7 separate regions of the Sus scrofa genome follow, and all the other regions are linked to region 6. A link is a contact called in public Hi-C, HiChIP or PLAC-seq and promoter capture Hi-C data. All regions are on one chromosome and are shown on one strand. The core of a region is the stretch at or near the end of the contact, and the rest is flanking DNA. Distances in the headings are between cores, read along the strand shown. Region 1 overlaps RAD51B (DNA repair protein RAD51 homolog 2). Region 2 overlaps RAD51B (DNA repair protein RAD51 homolog 2). Region 3 overlaps RAD51B (DNA repair protein RAD51 homolog 2). Region 4 overlaps RAD51B (DNA repair protein RAD51 homolog 2). Region 5 overlaps RAD51B (DNA repair protein RAD51 homolog 2). Region 6 overlaps LOC100513604 (a long non-coding RNA gene). Region 7 holds the start of RAD51B (DNA repair protein RAD51 homolog 2).

Region 1 (2,700 bases), core at 99-2,598, 720 kb before region 6:
TGTTGATGTGGACCTCAATAGAGAAAAATTTCCTAAAGCCTAAGATTAATAGATTTGTGTTAATAGTTTGTTAATATAAAATAATAAAATCTTATATTTAGAAGGCATGCTTAAAACATTTATTTATTTTTTTGTTTAAAGATGATGCCTAATACGTTGTATGTTATGGGCACACTCGTAGACGTCTAATTGAGATAGAGGTACGACTTTTCTGAAATATAACTTGGTGTCATAATATGAGGAGTTTTTGAAATTAAAAAAGAAAAGAAAAAGGAAGTTTGTGGACATCAGGATTCCATTAACAGAAAGTCTATCAGTCTATCTTAAAGAAGTAATTATACATGCATATTTAAAGATTTGTATGTAAAGATACTTACTGCATTATTATTTAAAGTTAAAAATAGAAAACAATCCAAATATTTCAGTGATTAAATATGTTATTGTGTATTTATATAATGTTATATAGTATTATGAAGTCATTAAAGTGTTTGTAAAATTTTAATATTTTAAAATGTTTCTGCTATAGTGATTATTAAATAAGAGAGGAAAATAAACCACACACACTATTTCAAATATTTGAGAGAGAAGACTTGTAAGTGATTTTTATTTTACATTTTCTGTATTAAATTTTTTTGGAGATCATGTGCAATTTTTATAATAATCTAATGTATGTTATTTTCTAAATAACATTCCTTCCTTTGAGCGGGCGAAATCAATCTGTTGACTTGCAGTATATTCCAAAAGAATAATCAGAAATGTAGAAAAGCATTCATTGTCATAGTTAAAATAGTGAAATTTGAAAACAACGTGATGTTACGAGAATTAGAATGATTATTCAGTTACAGGAAAGGATATCATGTTTGCAAAGAATTTGTAATGGTATGAGGACACATAATTAAGGGGACATTTTGCAAAATTGTACATACAGTTGAGGTCTTAAACTGTGTTGATAATGCCTGACATGAAATATGGAAGGGAATACAGAAAAATGTTAGACTTTCTTCTGGATATAATAATAGATGTAATTTTAAAAATTCTTTTCACTTTTCCTGATTTTCTTTTTTCCTTTTTAATAATTTAGTGTGCTTTTATTATTCCAGGAAAAGGTATTTAATTCTATGCTTTGCCTTACTCCCCAAAGCTTTTAAGTTAGCATTCCTGATTTTCTATTTTTCTAGAAAGATAATAGTGTATTTTTTTTTTTTTGGCTTAAAATAACAGAAATTTATTTTCTCACAGTTCTAGAGTCCAGAATTTCAAAATCAGTGTGTTGGGAGGCTTGATTTCCTTCTGGAAGCTCTGAGAGAAACTCAATTCCATGGTTTGCTCCTAGCTTCTAGTGACAGCTGGCAGTCCTTGGCATTCCTTGGCTTGTAGCTTCATAGCTCCAATCTTGCTGACCTCTGCCTGCTCCCTGTCTTTCTATGTTTCAGATTTCCCTCTCCTTTCTTTTATAAGGGCACTGGTCTCTGGCTGTAGAGCCCACTCCAAATCCAAAACAATCCCATCCTAGATTTTTTTTTGAAAGTATAATTGATATCGTGTTAAGATTAGATGTGTAACAAAGTGATTCAGTTATATATGCATATATATATATATATACATACACAGATAAATATATGTGTGTTTTTCTTGTTTTCTGTGTCTATGAGTTTTGTATGTAGATTCATTTGTATTTTTTATATTCCATATGTAACTGATGGCACACAATATTTGTCTTTATCTGTCTTCATTAAGTGTAATATTTTCTAGATCCATTCAAGTCCTGTAAATGGCAGTATTTAATGTTTTTTATGGCTGAGCAATATTCTGTTGTTTCCACATTCCATGTCTTAAGCCAGTTGTCTACTGAAGGGCAGTTGGGTTGTTTCCATGTCTTGGCGATTGTAAATAGTGCTGCTCTGAACAGTGGGGTGCATGTATCTTTTTGAATTAGAGTTTTGTCTCCCGGATATATGCCCAGGAGTGGGATTCTTGGATAATATTTTTAGTTTTTTAAGGAACCTCCATACTGTTTTCCATAGTGGCTGCACCAGTCAGCGTATAGCCCAGTGGTATAGCATTTGACTGCATAGTGGCAGCACCAACCTACATTCCCACCAACAGGGTAGGAGGGTTTGGTGTTTAATTAAGGGGAAAGCATTTAAGACAAGAGTGATAATAGAGAATTTTGAATTCACATCTGATGTGAGGCATAACATTAATATTTTCAGATGATTAATTCTTCAGGCAATGTATAGCATGTTCCTAAAAGAAAGAAGATAGCAAAAAATAGAAAAAGCATTAGACTGTGGCACAAAGGTGATTTAATATATTTTGTTTACTCACATGGCAGGCATACTCATTTAGCATTGTGAGAATGCCTTGTAGGTGCAGACCAAAGTACTGTGCACTCAGGGAGCGTCTGAGAAACCCTGATTTCCACCCTCCGGGATCTTAAGATCTGGAAGGGAAGATAAGAGAGGTTCGCAAAGAACTGATAAAGTTTACATATTGAAGGTGGGATAGAAGTTGGGGTAAGCATTCCCAAAGTTCAAAGGAAAAGGAAAAACAAATCACTCCGGGAGGATCAGAAAAGGCTCTGTGGAAAGGGGGGCATTTAGCTGTTCTCTTAGAAAATGGGTCTGATTTCAGGAGTTAGCAATGAAGAGAATGTATTCCAGGCAGAGGGAAGACATGATCAAAGAAAGAAAGATGAGA
Region 2 (2,700 bases), core at 138-2,637, 840 kb before region 6:
ATTTACTCTAATTTTTTGAAATATAATAAAAATAATGGAGAAATCTTTTCACACGACCTGAATGCCCTGTTTCTGTGTTCCCCAAGGTTCCATGTACTCTGTCTAGAACCCAGTTTATAGGTCAAAAGGATTCTGTCTGCACTGGCCAGCCAGACATTTAAGTATTCATTACTTGTGCGTGTGTGTGTGTGTGTGTGTGTGTGTGTGTGTGTGTATTTAATGATGTTTGTGCATGGGATGTTTGTGCTAGGGATTTTGAAATACTGGAAGGGTTTTCCTATTTGCTGGGTGGTTTTAGAATTGAAAGCCATCAGTAGGAAAAAAGAAACAAAGAAAAATATTCTTCTTTCATCTATGTCCCATATTATACAAGTGTTAACTGAAAATAGCACCGATTTTCTGGGAAAGGCTGTGACTGAGACTTTTCTCACCCTTTACCCCTACTCCCCAATTCATGTTTCCTTTTTGCAATGTGGTCATGTGCTTGCCCAAGTCTGGCTTATGAACCGTGTAGAATATTTATGCAGTTTTGTTTTTTAAGTCCTACACTGTGCACATGATGCAGTATTTAATTTGGAATGGGCTCTGAGTTTAGTCACACGTGCTTCTTATGGTGTTTATCTTGGAATCCACAAGTAGGAGGGAAGTACTTTTGCATTTTATACATCTGGACATTGTTCATGATCCTCTTGTGACTTGGGAATTCTGTGTGGGGCAAAATCCAAAGAACAGTATTAAAAATAACGTGGAGTTATAATGACATCTGAGTGAAAAACCATGAGAATACCCTTCTGATCCCAGCAGAGTTTGATTTTGATGTGAATTTTTTCAGTTGTGTGTTTTACTGCTGGCCTGAGTAGATTGCTGGGATTAAGGTTACCTGACACCCTTGCAAGGAGGCTAAGGGGCTGCCAGACTTTCTTAAAGTGTATAGCAGATTTAGCTTTTTGGGGGGAGGAGGAGATTTTGGCCTTGATTTTGCATGAGCTAAGATAGGTGAAGTAAATTCTGCTTACTGTGCTGTGCCTCTGCCACTCTCTTGCACCATAAGCATCTTAAGATGATAAGATGATGATGACCTGTGAAGGTCTTTCCCTTCATTCCCTTGATCCTGCCCCAATCCATTCAGTTTAGAGCTAAAGGTTGATCCTAAGAACACTTCAGGGGCTGTATCAGGACTGAGGAAGGGCGGGCGTCTAGTAACCCTGTCTATCCCCTGATTACCTTTGAGATGTTGTTTCAAATAGGATTGGACAGGTATAGTACAGTACCTCCTTTTGGCTAGGATTCTGCTGGAATGGAAAAAGTGAGATGGGATGTACAGAAGCCTTGCTGCTCGATGAGTGAGTTTGCATATGGACAGTATTGCTTTTTGGCTCCAACCTAGTTTTCTTTCATTCCCATGTCTCATCTTTTATGCAGCTGCAGAGAGCAGGCTGGGAAAGCAGAATGAAAGCTTCAAACAGATTTGCACTTGAATAAAAGAAAGAATGATTTCTCTTAGAGCACAGACCCAATTGAGGAGGAAGCTGTTTGCTTTTTCACTTTCCGAGTAAGGACTGTTTGCTTTTTCCCCTTCAATTGTAATAAAAAGGGGAAAGAGCTAATAAAGTAGTTAGACCTGCTAGTTATATCTGATAGAGAATTTTCAAATGTGCTTAATAAGGCTTCTCCTATGATTATAAAAGAAGTAAATAGTTGGAGGGCAAAAGTCGAAATTCAGTTGAGGTTTTAGAATCAGTTGAATATGAAGTGGTTTGAGTGCTTGGATAAGACTGCTCAAGTAGAAGCTGTTTCTCTTTGCTGGTTTCTTTGGCCTTTCCTTTGGGAACTTTTCCCCTTTACTTTCGTAACGCATTTTGCAACTTTCAGTTAAAAAATATCCATCAAAGTTTAAACTTTTAGCAAATAAACACATCTCGATCCTCTGATGGGAATCACAACATAGCAGAGAATGGCTTGGCTTCAAGCTGGAGAGAGGTTAATAGTAGGACTCCAAGGATTGATACCAAGATCATGCTTGTTTAATGTTTTAATGACTCCAAACGGAAATGGTGAAATCTGCTGATGACACCAAATTGTTTTTGCTGATCCAAACAGGGATTTCTGGGAAGCTTCTTCATAGTATTTGGAAGAGTGGAAGAATTGGGCAATGTGGTAGCAGACACACCAAACTTGAAGTGAAGGTTTATGTGAAGTAGCAGGAATAACACCAGTACATTGAAGTTACAAAGACTGCCAGGTCTTCCAAGAGGAAGACTGTGGCATCCCCTATAAAGGACTTGGCTTTGATTCTTCTTGTGAAAGGAAGATTTAGGACAAAGAACATTTTGATATATAGAAGAGGAAAACTACTGTGGGGATAGTAGTAATTTCCAAGTGATGTCAAAGTTTCTTTGCTAATGCCAGCAGTGGTATAGCCAAATAAATGCTGTTTCCCTCAAATGGTCATGGAAGATTATATAGTCATTTTATGCACTTTTTTGGGGGGGCGGGGATAGCTCCTCCTTCCGACTGTTTTCTAGGGTGGCATGTCTTTATTTTTTAGGTTATTTTAGATTTTTTTGTGTAGCCACTGGTCACTTAGAACAAAGTATGGGAGTAAGATGAATGATCAAACTCGATAAATTTTAAATATAAGTTAAAGAGGCGAAACTAATTTTCTTTTGTTGCTTCAAAATTTTCTGGGGAAAATTATCA
Region 3 (2,700 bases), core at 147-2,646, 590 kb before region 6:
ATTTTATCTGATTTTAGTCAACGAATATTTACGGCACACTGTGTGAGTCAGGCACCATGCTAGGTGCTGTGAGGTGCACAGGGCACTGGAGAACTGCTGGTCGTCCTTCCTGAGCTCAGGGGAGTGGCCGAGTGTGCAGCAACCGCTGCTGACCATCTCTGAGTGGTCTCTGATGGGTGGCCTCTCTGGTTTCCAGGGTCTTGTGTTTTCAGAGCTTCACTGGTTCTCCCTCAGGGCAAGTGGTCCCTCCCCTGAAGATTCCCTTCAAAAACGCAAGGTTTTCCAAGCGCACCGAAACAGGTTTTTCTGTCTCCTTCATTTCATTGCTCTTCAGCATTTGAAAGAACTGAAGTGAGGACAAGGAGAGAGATGATTTCGGTCTGAAAAAATGTGAGAGTCTCCTTTAAATCTACCGTGGAGAAAATGACGGAAAAATACTCAATACCCTCAGGGCTCCCCTGCCCTTTGAATACTCCTGCTGTAACTACTACCATCGTGTTAGAAGATGCTTGCTGTGTGTTTAGGCTTCAAAGAAAGGAATTATCCTGAGAACTTTTAGTAATGACTCTTTTATTGTAACCTTGGTTTTCTTCCTCCTGCTAATCTTTTAAAATGGGTATTGCAGGAAGCTGCTTGCCAGGCTATAATACAGCTCCAGGGAATGTAGCACATGATCTTTCTCCTTATTTGGCAGTGAAATTTCATCAGGCTGTATTCATCTGAGTGAAACACACTCTAGGAATATCTTTAGTTCTATAGCGGGGAAAAGTTGAGACCAGGTAACAATGGAGCCACAGTGGTTTATTTGTCCTTCCTGAAGCGGATAAAAAGTGATCCAGTATCTGTGTTGCCTTATCAAGGACACCAGGGCCCGAGGGTGAGCACTGCCGCAAACACAGTCTTGTCCGGGGGTGTTTTGCTTTAAAGATATTAGGGATGATAACTCAGCATAGTGTATGTTGACGCGAAGCCCTGGGCTTGCTCGCTCGGATGACTAGGCCTTGGGCTAGTTAAGGGTGGTGGGGTGATGCTTAGGTGTGTCTTGGTTGCAGTTGGTTAAGACTGGGTGGACTGTGGTAGCAGTCCTGACGGCTGTAGTGTCATAGAAAACAAATCAAGACAAAATAAAACAAAACAAGACAAGACAAACAAACAATAAAACCCTCCTGAACATGAAGCAGCTCCCTACCTGTAACAGACAATAATCTCCACCTCACAGAGTTTGTGTGAGGGCAAAATGAGAAAATATTCAGGCAAGTGCTTTGTAACCTCCACAGCACTCTGCAGAAGCAAGCAGATGTGCTTGTAATCGTTATCACAATGACGTGGACTGAGTAATTCCCCAGATATTTATGCTAAGGTCCGTCAGAAAAGAGTAGGCAGGTCACTTGACCAAACAGGATTCTGCATGGCCCAGAAACTCCCAGTTTGAGTCACAGAGTGAAATGAAAGGCCATGGGAAGTGTGCTCCATTTAAAATATTGTTTCATTTTCATATTCTATTCTTTACCAACAAACTCTTTCCAGTGACTTTCACTTTCAAGTTCTCAAACTTGTTCCGTGTCAGTAATGTTCCCACACTTGAAAATTTGCATCGTCTTCCTCGATCTTGCCTCTGAGAAGCCTGTGTATCTGACTAATGCACTGTGGTCAGAATGAAAGCATTGCTCAGGGTGCATTTCCTAGGTAGGAATGTCTAACATCAACAAGTGGCCCAGCCCAGAACATTCTCTTTGGCCCTTTCTCCTGCCCTCCTCAGCCAATGCCAAGCTCTGATTTGTTTGCATATAGGGCTGCTTCCATTTTTAGTCTAGGGGCCTGACTGCCTGTGTGCAGGACGTTTTCCATGTTTAGAGCCCGCACGAGTGCCTGGCTACCTGCTTTCTTCTCTAAGTGGGAGTGTTAAAACAAGGCAGTAAACTCTTCTATGACAAGACTATTGAGGGGCCAAGGTGTTCTGGCTCAATCTCAGGAACCATCATCTTGAAAAAGTGCATGTGTCTCTCTGTCATCTTCCAGCATCCTTCTCATAAATCCTAGAAAATATTTAGCCCAGAAGAAAAGCCATGCACGTAGGGTTATGCTTTGCCTAGTGTCTAAGCTGGTGTTAGGCCTCTTAGTATCTAAGGGGAAGCAGGATGAGGGGTGTCTTTTGGGGCCCAAGAGATAGAACTAAGGTCATGGGGGGAAGCTACGCAGAGACTGATTTTGAGTTAATAATGTGAAGACTTGTTGTTGTTGCCGCCTTTTTTTAATGGCCACACCTGTGGCATATGGAAGTTCCCAGGCTAGGGGTTGAATTGGAGCTGCAGCTGCCAGCCTATGGCAAAGCCACAGCCACTAGGGATCTGAGCCATGTCTGCGACGTACAGATCCCTAGTGGCTAGCTCAAGGCAACACTGGATCCTTAACCCACTGAGTAGAGCCAGGAATTGAACCCTGCATCCTCATGGATACTAGTTTGGTTCATTACCACTGAGCCATCAGAACTCTAAACATTGTTCTCATAGTGCTGTCCAAAGTTGCCTCAAGAGTCTGTGAGTTTCCATTACTGGGGTTATTTAAAAGTAAGCTAGACAACCAGTGAGGGTATATTGTAGAGAGGATTTATGTTATTGGACTAGGTAACTTTTATTTTTCAAACTGTTTTGGAGTTTTTAACCATGAAAGTACTGCATGTGTTTTAAAACAAAATAACCC
Region 4 (2,700 bases), core at 61-2,560, 750 kb before region 6:
ATGTTCAAAAGAAAGGTCTTTGTATTATAACGAACTTCCTTTCTTCCGGTTCCTAAATTTATTAAGCTCACTTTAAAAAATTATTGTGGTTGGAGTTCCCGTCATGGTGCTGCGGAAACAAATCCGAACTAGGAACCATGAGGTTGCAGGTTTGATCCCTGGCCTCGCTCAGTGGGTTAAGGATCTGGTGTTGCCGTGAGCTGTGGTGTAGGTCGCAGATGAGGCTCGGATCTGATGTTGCTGTGGCTGTGGTGTAGGCTGGCAGCTGTAACTCCAATTAGACCCCTAGGCTGGAAACCGCCATATGCCGAGAGTGCGGCCCTAAAAAGCAAAAATAAATAAATAAATAAATAAATAAATAAATAAATAATATTGTATTTAAATGATATACTTAGTTCTCTCTTTTTCTCTTCCTCATCACAGCTCTTCCCCAGTTTTTACCTACTACTCGTTTTGAACCCACTTCACCCTGGCTTCCAAAATGTTTCAGATTTTATTCCCAATCCTAATCCTAATCTCGTTATTATTGCTTAGCCTCTCCAAGCCTGTTCTGCCTACAGTGACTTCAGCTTGCAGTGGTTCAAGTCAAAGACCTGAGAGGTAGCTTTGTCCCCTTCTTCTTCTTCCTTCCACCACGAAGTGGAATTCTAAACATTTCAGAGTTCCCGTCGTGGTTCAGCGGTGAACGAACCAGACTAGCATCCATGAGGCCAGTGGGTTTGATCCGTGGCCTCACTCAGTGGGTTAAGGATCCGGCGTTGCCGTGAGCTGTGGTGTAGGTTGCAGATTCGGCTTGGATCCTGTGTTGCTGAGGCTGTGGTGTAGGCTGGTGGCAGTGGCTCTGATTGGAACCTCCATAGGCCATGGGTGCAGCCCTAAAAAGTAAAAAAAAAAAAAAAAGAAAAAAAAAAGAAAATTTCCTCAATTTTTCCACATCTCTTTTTCCTTAGATGCCACCACTCCAGTCCAAAGAGCTATTGACTCTCACAAGATTGTGATGATGCTTGCTGGTACCATGCTATTCTGTATTCCACACTGTAGATTGAGTGATCTTCTAAAAATGCAAAGCTGAGAATTGTATTCCCCTTTCTAGACATGCCAGTGACTTTTTATTGACCTTAGAGCAGAACCCTTCTGGATCAAGTCCTACTTATCTCTTTGGCTTAATTTGTACTGTGGTTCCCCTCGTCCATGCCCTAGCCCTGTTGAATTTAATTTCTTTTCATTTGCTTCAGCTCTTTCTTGCCTCTGAGCAGTTTCACATACTGTTCCATGGCCTCTTTCATCATCCCTCTTTCTTGCTTAGCCTTCTGTTCTCAACCTAAATTTTACTTCCTCTAATGGGCCTTCCTGCAGGCGTGGTCTGTTCCGTAATTATCCTTTGGTCGTGGTGTTTGTTACATGATAGCTCCTTTCTCCTCTCAAGATCCCTCAAGGCAGGAGCCATGTCCTGTTCATCACTGTGTCTCTAATAGAGTGCCTGACCGATGGTAGACACTCAGCAAAATTTTGTTAAAAGTTGTTGTTAATTAATGTAGCGAGGAGAAACCCACCCTATGTCACAACATTTGGTAGCGTTTAGAGCTGCATATGGTATTCCTGTATTTTGCTTTGACTGTATCTTTAAACATAAGTAGATGTGGAAACTAATAAGACTCCTTTTCAACACATGCTCTTATTTTTCTATCTTCACACATTTCCTCATTTTAAAATCTTTTAATGTTTGTTTTTAATTCGGTACTACAAACAGGAATTTTTTTCCCCTCCATTTGGATGCTTGTGAGTGTAAAAAGCCACTTAACATCAGCACGGCTGCCAATTTTCATTCAGTCTCCCAGCTATATTTGGATGACATTTTCATGGACAATTTTGCAAAGTTTTTCAACTAAAAGTTGAGTCTAAATCATGTAGTCTTCTAATGGTTCAGTCAAAAATATAGTGAAGCCCACTGAACTGTCTTGTTCTCCAACAAGCTAAATAGAAAGCATTAGGAGGGCAGAGGGCTATGGCTTAAAACCTTTTTGACCCTTCACAGCCCCTCACCGGCTGTTGCACACATGGAGACAGCAAAGGGGGACCCTATTGATGGGTTGATAATCCTCTCCTTCCCCATCAACCTTGAGCCTAAGTAGCCGATGGGGCTAAGTCATCCCTGACAGGGAAGAATAGACGCTCTGGAAAGATCTGGGTGAAGAGAACCTGCTGGCTAAGATGCATCTTCTTTACGGTTATTTTTTAATTTTTTTGTCTTTTGTCTTTTTTTTAGGGCCACATCTGCGGTATATGGAGGTTCCCCGGCTAGGAGTCCAATCAGAGCTGTAGCTGCCGGCGTACACCAGAGCCACCGCAAGGCCAGATCTTAGCTGCGTCTGCAACCTACACCACAGCTCACAGCAGTGCTGGATCCTTAACCCACCGATCGAGGCCAGGGATTGAACACGCAACCTCATGGTTCCTAGTCAGATTTGTTTCCGCTCTGCCACGACGGGAATTCCGTTTACAGTTATTTATGAAAGCTTCATTATCGAACGTAGTTGATACTGATTATGTTTTTGTCATCCTTAAGGAAGAGTTTTTGTCTTTTTAAAATCTGAGGTACAAATGGATCACTATACATTAGTTTTCCTTGCCTTCTAATATGACCACCAACCATTTGACTGCTTGCTGCTTGATAATGAAGCTTGAGGGAGCTTTTGTTCC
Region 5 (2,700 bases), core at 108-2,607, 650 kb before region 6:
TGCAGCTGTGGCCCTAAAAAGAAAAAAAAAAAAATCAAATAGGCAAGTCTGTTTGATAAAGTTCTTTGATGATAGGATCCTGTTTAACTTTATATGTACTGTATAAAGTCCTTTTGTTCATGTTGGGACTATAATAATACAAAGCTATAGGTTTTTTTCATTTCTGCCTATTTTTCTCCATCCTGGACTTAGTTGGCTACACTGTTTCTAATGCCTAATTAACTCTTCTGTCACTCATCCTCTCCCTCAGTCCACATTTTTTGCATTGTCTGTAATTCATAGAATCACAGTTTGATAAAGCATTGGTGCTGGAAGGGCCCTTAGATGTTAACTACCCAAACTTCATTTTATAGGTAAGAAAAAGCCTGCAAAAGGAACAGGCTTAGGCCAAGGTCAGGTACCTGCCAGAGATTAGGTTCGTGGTGTTTTTCCACTATACTACTCCAGACGCCATGTGTCAGGAATTTTCCAAAGCACTAGACTAGGAATAACTACTTCAACAGACAGGGAGTGCATCTTACTGGAACGGGCAGTTTGGGAATCAGGCAGATTTGGGTTTGAATATCTTGTTCTGCCACCTACTGGCAGGGTAAATCGCACAAGTAACTACAGCTTTTCGGGACTCTTGTTTCTTCCTCTGTATATGAGAATAATAACAATAGTACTTGAAGGTTACTACGAGTACTGTATTATATAATCTGTATAATGTGCCTGGTATACACATTGTGTTCAACAGATTTTTAGTTTTGTAAAAATCTGCTGATCATAGGGAAATGTTATGTCATACATTTGAATAGTAATTTAAAATAGGTATTTTATAATTGGCGATCATGAGCTTCTCTGATTCAATAGTACTCTCATAAATTTAGCATTAAAGTATGAATGGAGTGAGTTGTCTGGAAATGAATTCCTGAAAGTTATTTATACCATGACAGTGATTCATGTATTTCCCTTTCCCTTATGGCTTTCATCTGTACTTAGCTGCAGTGTATCTTGTCCAAAAATTTTTGTGAAAGTTGACCTCACCCTAGGAAGACATCTGGAGTGTCCTTGGGTCTGGTCCCTGGTTTTTATGTAGCCAAACACTAGGATATAAATCTAGACTATAATCTATATAGAATGCTAAATTCATAGTTTTGAGACTATCTAGTGGTGTTCTGAAACTCATTGAACTGTGTGTTGAACAGCTTCCATGTGAAATTACGTGCACTTCTTTGGAGGACAGGTTGAAGTTATGTGTAACATAAAGGGGCCCAAGATCGTCCTGTTAAAAGGAAGCAGAACTACACTGTTGAACCCAATAGCATGCGGAGGAGGAGTGAGTTAGGCAGCAAAAGCTAAGACTGAATTAGCAAAGGCCAGAAGCAACAAAGGAGAGTTTGGAAGCTTCAGAAGGAGTGATTCAGGGGAATTTCAGTTGAGGGCCTCTCAGCTTGCATAGATGTCGTTGCCTGACTGGAATGCACTTAAAGCTTGAAGTGGATGGAAAGACCTTGAGAAACTAGACAGAAAGAATTTTGCTGTTTTTTAATAAAGAGAAGGCTTGGGAGAAAGAGCTTTGGCTTAGATTTTAGACAGAAGTTAAGTACGACTAGAAAGAGGCGCTATATGCTTTCCTCCTTATGGAACTCTTCATTGCTGAGGCACTTTCAAGTTCACATAATTTGGTCCATAACTGTGGTTAGATACAAAGAAGCTGTAAACACATTTCTTGATTGCTTTTTCAGTAAGGTGAAAGTGGAAGAGAGTGAAGCAGTTGTGGGGAATGGAATGGATATTCCTTGGGCCTATTCTTACCTACTGTTGTATATTAGATTCAAAGCCTTAGGACAGCAGTTTCTTAAAAATAAATGTAGGTATGATTTGGGGAGACTGTTGGACCATCGAAGACAACCAGGAAGTAGAAGGTGCTGCTTTGCTATATTTTGGGTTCATCCAGATGGGATCAAACCAGAGGAAGTTGGCAAGCACTGGGACTCCCCGCTCAGAACCACGCCGAAATAATTGCGGTAGCAAAAGAATTTCCCCAGGAGTCTTATTCCACTCGAGGCATAACAGCCAGAGATTCTTGGCCCTTAAGGGCAGAGCGTCAAGGTTGATAAATTTTAGAGCAATCAACTGAAGTCTGTAAACTCAGGAGAACTATTAGATGGTACTGGGACTGCGTTGTTTCCCTCATTTCCTACAGAAGTTCTACTATGAGTACATGTGCCCTGTGATCTACCGTTGAGAGTTAGCTCTTCCCTAATATCATGTCCTCTCCCTGAGATTGAATCTACCACAGTTTAATAAGTGAGGAGATTATAAAAGAATTTACCTTTAAGAACTGGTGTTTGACTTCTTCTGTATTCTTGAAAATTCTGGCCTATTATAACCTTATCATTTTTTTTTAAAGCTTTCTGGCAAGAGCTCTGCATGACCTAAAATTTGCCTTCCTGTTTAATCATTCTCCGAGCGTTTCTCCACACCAGCAAAGTTAGGGACACTTCATCATCATCAGTATTGCTTATCCCTGTCGTCTCACATCTATCCTGTATTGTCCACTTGCATCCCCTTCACGGGCCCAGTCTACTGACTTACATACATTAGGTTTTCATTAAATGTTTTTTATTTACTCTTGAGCGAAGAAGTAGTTTTTTTGTATTTTGTACAACTGACGATTAGGGAGAAAGACTGCACAACAGGAAGGAATTACTGTGA
Region 6 (2,700 bases), core at 16-2,515:
ACAAAGCTAAGTAGCCAGGGCATGCAGAGGGAGAGACCCCAGAGAGGCAGACTGCCCACTGAGCCAGCTCATAAGTTTTTGCCACTTGCCCACAGGCAACTGTGAGTAGCTTCCTGCAAGACAAGCTTCAGCCGGAAGCCAGTGTGACTTCAGGTGAGGGACCCACAGGCTACAGGGCTGGCAGGGACTGGAGAGGAGTCCAGGTCTACTTTCTTTGGGTTCTTGCTCTAGAACCTCCTCCCAAGCAGATGAAAGGTTTGTCTCGTCCTCGCCTGCTGCACATCTGCTCATTCCACCACCCACTGAACCCCTGGGCATGTTTTCTGTGCCTTCATCCCAAGCAAGAAACAGAAAGCGGGGTGGGGGAGCCCAAGACAAAGTTCTAAGGTTCTCAAAAGTCCTTAGGCTTGGGGACCTTTGAAATCCAAGTGTGGGATTATTCCAAGCTTGCAGAAAGCCCCCCACCCCCAGCTCCAGGGGAGAAAGCAGTCTCTGTGGGGAGACCTTGAGTGCTGGGCTAGGAGCCGTGGCTTTGGAGCCACAATGCTTGGGTTCAAATCCCAGCTCAGCTATTTACCAGCTCTGTGACACCGGGCAGGTACTTAACCCTCTGTGCCCCCATTTCCTGTTCTGTAAAATGAGGGTAACAACTGCTTCCAAGAGCAGTGAGTTACAGTGTGGGAAAGCATTTGAAGAAAAGGCCTTCACATGTTCAAATGTTCGTAGACCGCAGCTTAGAACCAGGCAGAGCGCTGCTCACAGCACAGCCCAAAGCCCCAAAGGTCTGGGCTTCTTTCCATCAGAATGCAGTTCACAGAGCCCATCGGGCTGTGGAGGCTGCCTGGAGCAGAGGCCCTGTGTCTGGAGTGGGTTTCACTAGGGTGTCCCTGGAGAGGTGGAGCAGGAAGGAGGTACCCAGTCCAGCCCTCCTGAGCCCACTGTGGGTTTTGTGCAGGACAAGCAGAAGACACCACTCAGATCTAAGCTGGGCTTGTTAAAACTCTTCAGCCAGAGGCTGAGAGGCAGGCTGGCCGTCCTGTAGGGACAGCACACCCCCTCTCCAGCCCCCTGTCCCTGGGCAGGCCTGGGGAAGGCCAGCTTGCAGAGGCCAGGCCTGCACCAGAGGGTGTGAGGAGCCTGCCAGCCTCAGAGCAGCGCTGGGCTTCCCTGGGATGCAGAGGGATGGGGAGGAAAGAGTTAAGCCACTTTGGGCTCCCGAGGGCGGCTCTGCAGCTATAAACAGTGAGCCGAGGGAGGGAGGGAGCTGCCACAGGATGTGGCCAGGGCTCGAGCTGTCTGATTATTAACTTCACTTTTATTTGGAGGGGGATTCGATTCTCTGTTTTACTTCCCATCAAGGAAGTGAAAGCCCAGGTCTCAGAGGGGCCTGATTTCAAATTGTTTTGTCACAGCTCATTTATTTTTCCTCTTAAATAAATAAACAAAACCACCTCTTTGTTTTCCCCTTAATGAGCCTTCAGCAAATCATCTGTGAGTGAGGCATGAAAGGGGTTTTCTGGAGTCCTTCATGGGGCACGCTGGCTTTTTCTTTTAAAAGGAAAAGAAAAAAAAGAGTCTTCCTTGAGCTTTGGCCTTCTCCAAGACTCTCCAGGCACCTTCTTTTCTACCTCATCCTGAGATCTCAGCCTGAAATCATGACCTCAAACCCAGCCAGAGGCACAGGCCTTCCTTGGCTGGCTGCTCCTTGGGGACTGGCCTGCTGCCTGCCATCCCATGTCACAGGCTCCGACCCCAAGGCCACACAGTGTGGAGCCCTGTGGTTCGTCCCCTTGGTAGAGCTTGGACCCATGGTTTTTGTTCCTATGGCACCCAGACGTTTCCATTAAAAATAACAAAGCAATTAAACACACAAAAGGATTCCATGACAGGGCTTAAGAAAACACCATTACATGTTTCTTTGCTCAAGGTTCAAAATGTTTGGGAAGTTGTTTACAACACCAAAACCCATTCAATAATTTCATGATTCTCTTGCAACCACCCTTTCTGGAATGACCCACTTGTGCAAGGCACCATGGGGGATGCAAAGACCACCGTCACACTGTCCCCACCCTCCAGGTGCCCACAATTCAGTGGGGGGAGGGTGCAGAGAAGAAAAGAGGAGAGTTCCACAGCAGAGGCCAACTGGCACTACAGGTGGGCAGGGACGGAAAAGACAGGCGCTGCTGAAAACAAAGAGGGGAGTATGGAGGAAGGCTTCCTGGTGGAGCTGATATTTAAGCTGGACCTTGAAGGGCTGATATTTAGAAGCAAGAATATTCTGGAAGCTGAGAAGTACCCAATCACAGAGAGCCAAGATCAATGTATGAACCAGATCAGGTATAAGACCACAGGGGCAGCGGGCCCAGCAAGTCCTCTGGCTCCTTGAATGGCAAAGTCCTCACGTGGAGAGGGCCTGAAAGGGGTGACTACTTGGATTCTGCTCCAGCCTGCTTGTCCTTGACCCGGCTTGGAGACTGGCAGCCTGTGAAGAAGCTGCACTGCATGCTGTGAGCAACACCATAGGACACTTGGATACACGCTTGTCTGGGATCCAGGCGCTCAGCTTGCCCCAAACACCTGATGACCACTAGCAGCTACGTCTGCTGCCCGCGGCTTTCTGCTCCTGGCCTATGAGGCAAGAAGAAAGGAGCGGACTGGAATAAAGCCAATTCCCTTACAAAAGCTCCCGGGGAGGTGCCA
Region 7 (2,700 bases), core at 155-2,654, 920 kb before region 6:
GCAGTAGAGTTTCCAGCGCAGCCATGTTTGAGCCGAGTCAGGTGACAAATCCAGTTCGGGAGGTTAAGGGAGGGGCGGGAATGACGAGGACAACGCCTACTGCCTACTCGTATTGGTCAATGGAGGGAAAAGATGCAAATAAAGCGCCATATTTGTTTTGGTCACGTGACACCACCTCTAGCGACTAGCGAAAGCTAGGTAGCTAGGAAAGAGGTTATCACCTGGCTCAGGACCATCCCTCACAGTTTTGACAGCTATTCCGCTTGACAGGTTCCATTCTGCATTCGGTGGAGCAAGTGTTAGGAATAGCTGTATGCCTTGATTTTTTTTCCTTCTCTTTTCTTTCTAGTTTGAACTCAGCGTTTACTGAGCGCCAACCTGTGATAGTGCTTTGCCACGCCCTGGGGATACTCAGAGCAGGGAAACCAGTCCTTCTCCATTATTGCAACAAACACTTGGGCCCTCTTATAATCCCAGAACCCTACGTTTTGAATTCCCATTTTCTTCTGCCTAACTTCATTCATTTGCTCATTTACCCGACAACTGTTAATTGATATGTGTGCCTGGCCCTACTTTAGAAGCTGAATAAGATGCGGTCCCTGTCCTCAAGGCGCTCACAAGTTTAGTGAGGGGTGCAGGTCAATAATTAGGATGCAGTGGGCTAAATTATAAGATAGAGGTATGCACAAAGGAGATGAGAGCAAAGAGTGAGCAAAAGCCTCTCTCAAATACAATAATCTGAAACTGACTCTTAAAAAGTAACGATTTCCTAATTACAGTTGCTTTTACATTGAACCTTTGATTTGGTTTCCTTCACGTTTTTCTTCAACTATAGACTCTTACATTTCCCCATTACGTGCTTTTGGTTTGAGCATTTTCATTCAGCATTTTCCAAACTATTTCACCACCAAAGAGTGGTGGAAAAGTAAACCGAAACAAATCAAAGGCTCTTTTGCAAAATCTCTTCTATGATTGGAGGATTCTCATCTACGCCCAGAAAAATAACGTCTCTTTGATCCATTATGCAAATTTTTATATGTAGTGACAAAAGAAATAAAAGAAAAATTCCAGTCTTCATACTCTTCTTACTGATCTGATGTTCCCTCTACTGGATTCCGCGCACCCCCCCCGCCCCCCAACGGTGGAAGTTCCTGGGCCAGGGATGGAATCCTCGCCACAGTAACCACTAGAGCCGCTGCAGTGACAATGCTGGATCCTTAATCCCTCTGCATCACAAGGGAACTCTCTCTCCACCGGATTTTGATAACCACTGTATTGGGAAATTGGGATTCGTAGATTTATTTCATAGAACTACAATTCCCAGCAAGCAGCGGAGTCGACCTGGGCCTGTGCCTACCTTTGATTGGATGCTTGGCAGGCGGATGGCCCAACCAGCATTTCGGTTGTTGCTTCGCGTCACTTTCCACCGGGAACTGTGTGAGGGGTAGGGGAAACTTTGAAAGTTGGATGCTGCAGACCCGGTACTGGAAAGTTTCATGTGGCGGGCGGTTCGGGGAAGTGGGGTGCGGTCATTATTTTCTGCTCGCTTTCTGTACCCCTGGTGTTCCTATTAGGGGAGCAGAGAGTCACTCTTGGCTACAGGGCACGCCCCCTTAGGTCCTTAGGGATCTTAACTTGAGACCCGCCGCGTATGTGAAGGCGTCCGGCCTTCTTTTGTGAGCGATGCTGGGAAGCTGCACCTTGTTGGGAGCAGCTCTTTTAGGGGGTTCTGGGATGATGATTTCGCTTCTTGATGTCCATCCATCTTCGCAATTGCAGGTAGTTTGAGGTCTAGGTAGGGGAGCTCGTCATTAAAGGACGTTTAGTGTTCTGCCTATCTTCAGGTGACGTTGAAGAAGAGGTATTTAATAGCATGGGATCTGCAGTCAGATTCCTGGTTTCGAATGCGCGGACTCCACCGTGTGCTAGTTGTTAGAATTTGCTCAAGTGATTCAATTAAGTGCCTCATTATTCTTAATCTGTAAACTGGGTTTACAATGGCGCCTAATAAGGGCTCAAGAAATATATCTTATTGTTAATTCACAGTTTCCATTGACCGTCTAACGTGAGGTTTTTTTTTTTAAATGAGAGGATTCAGTTTCCAGGATTGAATGTCTTCCTTCACCCCCTCATTTACATGCGCGTGCACGCACAAGCAGAGCAGGAATTCAGTTTCTGGTTGAAGAAATAAGCATGCAAGCCATAACAATACGTTAATAAGATTATTGGACAAATGTGCTCACAGTAGAATGAGAACATTGGAGGGGAAGAGACTAAGTTGTGGCAAGTCTTTGTGGAAGAAAGTCAGGAAGGCAGAATGGTGCTTGTGTAACCTATCAATGTTATGGCTGGAAGGCAGGTCAGGTGAGACAGCAATTGCTGTTTTGCTTAAGGAATTGATAATGACTCAGCCTTGGTCTCCACATGCCATGCACCATCCACATCCTTTAACCTTCATTGCATTCCTGTGGAGCAGATATTTGAATTGTGCTTGTTTTTCAGATGAGGAAACTAAGATGTTGGGAAGCAAGTGACTTTGCAAGAAATGCCAGGGTTTGGGCCTTGCACTCTGAAATAGGAATGAGAGGGAAGTGAGGGACCAGTTTATGAAGACTCTTTAGGCCATCATTAAGAAGTGTGGAATTTATCTTGTGGTCTCAGGGAACCATGGGCAGTTTTAAAGGATGAGAGTAACAGGAT

Evidence for each region. Promoter capture Hi-C pulls out the DNA fragments that hold promoters and counts their contacts. Hi-C and Micro-C count contacts between places; a contact is called where the count stands out from the background. HiChIP or PLAC-seq counts read pairs in DNA pulled down with a chosen protein or histone mark.
Region 1: a contact with region 6 is called in a Hi-C map of mesenteric adipose tissue, with 2.9 times the contacts expected there. The contact joins two enhancer-like sites. A contact is called at or near these places in 13 of 47 Hi-C or Micro-C datasets (alveolar macrophages, embryonic fibroblasts, fetal heart ventricle and 9 more) and 1 of 2 datasets of contacts at active chromatin or transcription factors (skeletal muscle).
Region 2: a contact with region 6 is called in a Hi-C map of liver, with 2.5 times the contacts expected there. The contact joins two enhancer-like sites. A contact is called at or near these places in 1 of 5 promoter capture datasets (liver), 26 of 47 Hi-C or Micro-C datasets (adipose tissue, alveolar macrophages, blood and 15 more) and 2 of 2 datasets of contacts at active chromatin or transcription factors (alveolar macrophages and skeletal muscle).
Region 3: a contact with region 6 is called in an H3K27ac HiChIP or PLAC-seq map of alveolar macrophages. The contact joins two enhancer-like sites. A contact is called at or near these places in 1 of 47 Hi-C or Micro-C datasets (embryonic fibroblasts) and 2 of 2 datasets of contacts at active chromatin or transcription factors (alveolar macrophages and skeletal muscle).
Region 4: a contact with region 6 is called in an H3K27ac HiChIP or PLAC-seq map of alveolar macrophages. The contact joins two enhancer-like sites. A contact is called at or near these places in 1 of 47 Hi-C or Micro-C datasets (embryonic fibroblasts) and 2 of 2 datasets of contacts at active chromatin or transcription factors (alveolar macrophages and skeletal muscle).
Region 5: a contact with region 6 is called in a promoter capture Hi-C map of liver, with 5 times the contacts expected there. The contact joins two enhancer-like sites. A contact is called at or near these places in 1 of 5 promoter capture datasets (liver), 8 of 47 Hi-C or Micro-C datasets (embryonic fibroblasts, epiblast stem cells, fetal skeletal muscle and 3 more) and 2 of 2 datasets of contacts at active chromatin or transcription factors (alveolar macrophages and skeletal muscle).
Region 7: an H3K27ac HiChIP or PLAC-seq map of alveolar macrophages shows a contact between it and region 6. The contact joins the promoter of RAD51B here to the enhancer-like site in region 6. A contact is called at or near these places in 11 of 47 Hi-C or Micro-C datasets (alveolar macrophages, embryonic fibroblasts, mesenchymal stem cells and 7 more) and 2 of 2 datasets of contacts at active chromatin or transcription factors (alveolar macrophages and skeletal muscle).

What each region holds. Positions count from the first base shown.
Region 1 is chr7:91,789,758-91,792,457 of Sscrofa11.1, forward strand. All of the region lies in intron 8 of RAD51B (DNA repair protein RAD51 homolog 2), which reads left to right. Among named protein-coding and RNA genes, the nearest start is that of RAD51B, 200 kb to the left of the region's middle. Within about 2 kb of position 1,349, at least 1 of the 83 cell types and tissues checked has an H3K27ac peak or open chromatin away from gene starts, as enhancers often do. A contact at or near this core is called in mesenteric adipose tissue, where this site is marked.
Region 2 is chr7:91,674,179-91,676,878 of Sscrofa11.1, forward strand. The region is part of intron 8 of RAD51B (DNA repair protein RAD51 homolog 2); the gene reads left to right. Among named protein-coding and RNA genes, the nearest start is that of RAD51B, 83 kb to the left of the region's middle. Within about 2 kb of position 1,388, at least 25 of the 83 cell types and tissues checked have an H3K27ac peak or open chromatin away from gene starts, as enhancers often do. A contact at or near this core is called in fetal skeletal muscle, liver, omental adipose tissue and 1 more, where this site is marked.
Region 3 is chr7:91,921,810-91,924,509 of Sscrofa11.1, forward strand. The region is part of intron 8 of RAD51B (DNA repair protein RAD51 homolog 2); the gene reads left to right. Among named protein-coding and RNA genes, the nearest start is that of RAD51B, 330 kb to the left of the region's middle. Within about 2 kb of position 1,397, at least 38 of the 83 cell types and tissues checked have an H3K27ac peak or open chromatin away from gene starts, as enhancers often do. A contact at or near this core is called in alveolar macrophages, where this site is marked.
Region 4 is chr7:91,761,566-91,764,265 of Sscrofa11.1, forward strand. All of the region lies in intron 8 of RAD51B (DNA repair protein RAD51 homolog 2), which reads left to right. Among named protein-coding and RNA genes, the nearest start is that of RAD51B, 170 kb to the left of the region's middle. Within about 2 kb of position 1,311, at least 1 of the 83 cell types and tissues checked has an H3K27ac peak or open chromatin away from gene starts, as enhancers often do. A contact at or near this core is called in alveolar macrophages, where this site is marked.
Region 5 is chr7:91,861,559-91,864,258 of Sscrofa11.1, forward strand. The region is part of intron 8 of RAD51B (DNA repair protein RAD51 homolog 2); the gene reads left to right. Among named protein-coding and RNA genes, the nearest start is that of RAD51B, 270 kb to the left of the region's middle. Within about 2 kb of position 1,358, at least 22 of the 83 cell types and tissues checked have an H3K27ac peak or open chromatin away from gene starts, as enhancers often do. A contact at or near this core is called in fetal skeletal muscle and liver, where this site is marked.
Region 6 is chr7:92,514,641-92,517,340 of Sscrofa11.1, forward strand. LOC100513604 (a long non-coding RNA gene) reads right to left here. Exons shown (of 2, transcript XR_002345988.1): 2 at 1,864-2,628. Among named protein-coding and RNA genes, the nearest start is that of ZFP36L1, 20 kb to the left of the region's middle. Within about 2 kb of position 1,266, at least 42 of the 83 cell types and tissues checked have an H3K27ac peak or open chromatin away from gene starts, as enhancers often do. A contact at or near this core is called in alveolar macrophages, fetal skeletal muscle, liver and 4 more, where this site is marked.
Region 7 is chr7:91,591,009-91,593,708 of Sscrofa11.1, forward strand. RAD51B (DNA repair protein RAD51 homolog 2) reads left to right here and starts at 1,405. Exons shown (of 12, transcript XM_021099935.1): 1 at 1,405-1,481.